Linked DNA regions of Bombyx mori: region 1 is linked to region 2. The links are chromatin contacts, called in public Hi-C maps. All regions are on one chromosome and are shown on one strand. Each heading gives the region's core, a stretch centred on a gene start, on an enhancer-like site or on the middle of the called end of the contact. The rest is flanking DNA. Distances are from core to core; before and after follow the strand shown. Region 1 overlaps LOC101745881 (glycogen-binding subunit 76A). Region 2 holds the start of LOC101745881 (glycogen-binding subunit 76A).

The links. A called contact is a pair of places that touch in the nucleus more often than the background predicts.
Region 1: a contact with region 2 is called in a Hi-C map of whole pupa, with 5 times the contacts expected there. The contact joins the enhancer-like site here to the promoter of LOC101745881 in region 2. A contact is called at or near these places in 3 of 7 Hi-C or Micro-C datasets (midgut and whole pupa).

The regions. Positions count from the first base shown.
Region 1 is chr11:11,063,855-11,066,554 of ASM3026992v2, forward strand. All of the region lies in intron 1 of LOC101745881 (glycogen-binding subunit 76A), which reads left to right. Among protein-coding and RNA genes, the nearest start is that of LOC134199692, 4.6 kb to the left of the region's middle. Within about 2 kb of position 1,302, at least 6 of the 8 cell types and tissues checked have open chromatin away from gene starts, as enhancers often do.
Region 2 is chr11:11,022,316-11,025,015 of ASM3026992v2, forward strand. LOC101745881 (glycogen-binding subunit 76A) reads left to right here and starts at 1,359. Exons shown (of 2, transcript XM_004931479.5): 1 at 1,359-1,548. The coding sequence starts at 1,537. It overlaps LOC119629104 (a long non-coding RNA gene), which reads right to left and starts at 1,464. Exons shown (of 2, transcript XR_005245182.2): 1 at 1,286-1,464; 2 at 1-252.

The sequences.
Region 1 (2,700 bases), core at 52-2,551, 41 kb after region 2:
GCCGAGGTTCTATGTTTGACAGTAATATTCCCGATCCTACGGACAGAATGAAAAACAGTCAACGTCGCCCAAAACACGTCAACTCGAATCCTCGCAATCCACTAACGGTGCTTTTACGTACCTCAAGCATCGTTCTCGTCGCACCCGTCGCCGCATCGCTTGCGACGAAGGGCTCGACGAGTAAATTAACCCACAGACAGTCCACTGAGTTTTTAGCCGAATTTTCTCAGTGGGTCGCGTTTCCGATCCGGTGGTAGATTCTGCGAAGCACGGCTCTTGCTAGGGTTCGTGTCAGCAACGTCGTCAGGTTTGAGCCCCGTGAACTCACCTACTAGTTAAGGTTACGCTGAAATAGCCTCTCAAGGCTATTAGTTAAGATAGGAAAAAAAAAGAAAAAAAAACCGATAAGTAAGTTTCTGAATGTTTACTGATATCTCCGATATTTCTGAATCAGGTTCCCGTTGATAATGAGGTAGTCTGTAGTCTTTACTCTGAGTGAGTACTGCCGATGAATGGTGAGAACGTTTGCGGTATCTTGAGTTGACAAGGTTATTTAACCTTGTGTTTTGTTTTATAATTGGACAAGGTCATTTAGATCTTCCGAACAAATCCGATTTAGTGCAGACTATTAAATATGATGTACTGTACAGATAGACGATTAGACAGATAGATGATTGCTGGTTGGTTAACAACGGACAATGTGTTTTTAAATTAAGTTTTTAGCAACGCTTGGTGACTTGTAATCATACATTAAATTCGCATTGTTGCAATTGTCCGTAACAGTAAAATATGGTTCTAATCACAAAAAAAGCGGTAGGCAGCGGCTTGGCTCTGCCCCTGGCATTGCTGAAGTCCATGGACGACGGTAACCACTCACCATCAGGTGGGCCGTATGCTCGTCTGCCTACAAAGGCAATTAAAAAAAATAATTCAACAATATTAAAATAAACACAATAGAAATAGTATTCTGAAGGCTTTGGATAAATGGCACAGTTTATTCATATAAAAACACTAAGATTGGTTTCATAATATATTTCCACGAATGTCTAACTAGCGCGATTGTACATAATATAGACCCTTATAGATAGCTTTTTTTTGTCCTATTCCAATATTCGCGTTAAACAGAGACATAAATACTTTTCGGACAGAAACATCGCGTCATGTGCACAGACTTAATGCTATTATTATCGGACATATAATATATTGATAGTTTAGTTAGTTCATCAAGTGGTCACTTACGTACAATGTAACACGGGCAATACAATTCGCTTGCTGTCTTATCGGCGAGGTCGATGACCGTTATATCCATTTCGTACGAGCTCCTTACAACACGAGACGTAAGCATTCCTAACTTCTGTGCGCTTATCAACTTTATCTAGGATAATGGAATAATTATCATTGACGTTTATTTAGAATTATTTCTGTGAAATTTTTGAACTTTCTAATCCGATAACTAGATTATAGTTTCGAATATTGAATAGCGTTGCAATATCATGGTCTTTATCACGCCAAAAAAACAACCTAAAACCTAATCATAATTCTATATTACGTATTTGATTTATAATTATTATGTAAGAGAAGAATTTTCATAGCCTTGATTTTTTTTGTTACGAGTCTGTATGACGTATTCTAAATTAATTATGTGTGTATTTTAGTTCTACGGACACATATTTATACTATAACAATAATTCTGTTTTAATTACAATCGGTAGTCAATATAGTATTATTGTAGTGTCCTCATTTTTTTACTAATTTGATGAGGTATGGATTATGGTGTTATTAAATTAAATGCCCCCAAGTATAAGTATATAATACATAATATATAATAACTATATAAGAATACATATATAATACACGTATAAGTTACAATAATAATAAAAAAACAAAAAAAAACAAATTTCATAAATAAAACACAAGAATCAAACTTGAAACTTGTAAATTTTTTTTTTCAGTCTCAGTTCAGCTTAAATTCAGTTAAGTTAACTTTAGTTTAAAAATCAAATCATCGAAATGATCTTGCTAAAATTTATTGTGGAGTTAATCTGAAAGTATATCCATTTCAATCGAAATCGATTTATAAATAACCAAGTTAACTGACATAATACATTATAATCCAATCGAATTTAGCGGGTTTTTTAGTAGGTGACAAAATAACAAATTCTTACTATTCAATTTCTACTGTAAAATTCATGATTACTTTGCGGTATAAATAGGCACAAGGCGCTCTACCACCAAATTCATTTTCATTTTATTAGTGAGGTTATTATAGGTAAATTAAAATATATTTTTTCGATCGAAATCAATCTGTCATTGTACATTATTTTCGTATTAGAAATTCGAATATTCTAGTAATGTTTTTTTTATGTATTTTTTATTGCTTAGATGTGTGGACGAGCTCATAGCCCACCTGATGTTAAGTGGTTACTGGAGCCCATAGACATCTACAATATAAATGCGCCACCCACCTCGAGATATAAGTTCTAATGTCTCAGTATAGTTACAACGGCTACCCTTCGAACCGAAACGCATTACTGCTTCACGGCGGAAATAGGCGGGGTGGTGGTACCTACCCGTGCGGACTCCCAAGAGGTCCTACCACCAGTGATGACGCAAATTATAATTTTGCGGGTTTGATTTTTATTACACGATGTTATTCCTTCACCGTGGAAGTCAATCGTGAACATTTGTTGAGTACGTATT
Region 2 (2,700 bases), core at 109-2,608:
CAGATTCATCTGCGAAGCAGATGTTTTTGAGCTGTTAAGTCTGTTCGTAGGTGTTCGGGCAGCTGTTAGCAAATATAGACTCTTCTGGCTGGGCCCATGCTCGTCCACCTGCCTTAGTGAAGCTGGAAATGCTTCTGGGTCAATTACTCTCTCTGCATTACAAAAAAATTGTGTTGCTACGCGCCCGTTTCCGTTTCACGATCACGTCTCCACGCTTGCTTAACCTCGATTACTTCTGACACAGAATATTCACTGGAAACAATAATAAAAAAATCGATATTTCTGGTAATCGATTTTTTAAGCTTAAAATACTCACATGTTAAGAGTGTCACTCACATGTAAAAGTAACTAAAGATACTGTGTAGTTAAGAGAACTCAATAGAAATTACAAACACGAACTCTCAAATCTGTAACTTTTGATAACTAGTTTTATGTAGCCCATTTAAAATCTTGTATAATGGCTTAGTTAACGGATTATCGAACACACATAATACATATATTAAACTGTTACTCGTTTTTCTTACGGCTTTCTCTTTGTAACTAGAGCCGTATAAGTGAGGCAGTCTGATCGATTTTCAATCTACAATATTTTTAGTGTAAAATTTAGCATTGTAAAATATAATCTTGAACTGTGAACAATCGTGATGTTGAAATTAATATTTTCATCTAGAAAACAAACATACCATAAACATGTTTGTTTACAACAATATTACCTTAATGTTTACCCTAAAACGTCAAGAGTTTCTGGGACAGTAATCACAAAAGTAGTGTTCAGAGCTAGTGAATTAAAACTTTATTCGGCCTTAATCGTCGTAAATCATTATTGGAATAAGGCTGTAATATAAAACAGAATAATGACGTCAATTTTGCAGGACGCGCATTGCATGCGTTTTAATGCGGTCAGCTATATTGTGCCGGTCAAATTTAGATGTATGTAAAATCTTGTGCCAAATTTACGTAATGCGAGGCGGCTCCTGCCTCCCGCGCCCGCGCATCCGCCCTGCATCAAACGTCCGACCTACTATTTATATATAAATGTGACATTGTTTTGATTGTCGCAAATGCAAAAGTAATCACATACGTAGTACTTTTCCATGCGAAAATCGTTAACCTCTGAGCGATAACGTGGAGAGAGTTCGAGCTCGTAACATACAGAGAGCCCTTTATTTAATTTATTTAAATTATCTTAGAATAAAAGGCATATTATCTTCGCTTCGATCGCCCAACGTTACCAACCCATTTAATCAAATAAATATTTATGTTCATTAAAAGTTAATAGGATTACCAATCTATTAAGATAATCTTTACTTTGTGATGTACTCGCCAATAAAAACCCCGTCTTCAAACTCCTGTCAGTCTGATTGTATCCTGCAACGGATTCCGACGTGCGGCACATTCCAAGGCTCCCAGTATTGTACAAGAATAGCTTCCACAACGATAAATGTCCACCGAATTCACGCGATTAGACTTCGGTAGTGTTATTATTTAAAGTAAACAAAATTGTGCTGGACTATGTGTGTGTGAGTGTTCTGTGATATGGATTTGCGGGTGAGTGAGTTAAATTAATGTCAAGTCGTAAATTTCCTTTCAATAGAATGTAATGAATAGCTATTTACTGAGTTACCACTAAATGCAACTCAAGAAATTCTACGTTTGGATAGCTATTTTTACAGATAAACATATTTTATATTTATATTACATTTATTTATACTAAAATAGTATTGTTTGAAATGTTTCCGTCTGTACCAGGAGTCCGGAAAAAAAATAGTATTTAATCACTGCACTCATTGACAGTGCGTTATCAGGTATTCTTTTTTATGACATACCATCTATGTTCTCTTCACTGTTTTTCGTCAGCCCTTCATATCCATCCATCATCATCAGCATTACATCGAGACAAATTTCGAATCGAGATGAGCATACGCTTTCTTGATGTTGTGGTCACCATGGTCATTTGGTATCATCGACAACAGTAACTATCGCTCAGCCCATGCCACTACCATAAACAAGACCTCGTGATATTTGTGAGCAGTAACTACACCATATTAGGCGGCCCAAGAGCTTAACTTTAATTCTAAGCAACAAGAATATGTATAAAAACATTTAATTTTTATCAGACCTAGTGTTGTTACCTATAACTATCCCTTATTTGACTTCATTTAAATAGGCATTGGATTTTTCGTTTATAACTCTGCTGCAAAGTAAAAATGTTTATGTTGTTTGTTATTTATTTTCATTATTGTTGCATTTTACTTCTAGATATCGGTAATTCTCTCTACCTAGATTTACCTAGATCCTCTCTCTACCTACCTATATCTTAACGTTATCTCTTAGGCTTAGATTCGAGCTTAGATGCTTTAATAGTAGTTCTTCGGTGTTATTACGAAAGGTCCTATTCATAATTAATATCAATATAAACAAGAATAAGAGAAATTAACGATCCATTACATTCGTTTATATTTTGATCAAATTATTATCTATCTTATATATCTTAACACTCGAAGTTTAAAAATAATTTTATTATAAACGTAACCGCGTATTATAAATATTGAAATTATTTAGATTTAATATAAAGGTAATTAATTATATGCTGAGTTGAAATGAATGAAGAAAATAATTTAAATGTGCCACGAAAACTTCAAAGTACTGTTTATTGTTTTAATTCGACGTCCAGACTCGACGTCATGTGTTGTTTTAATT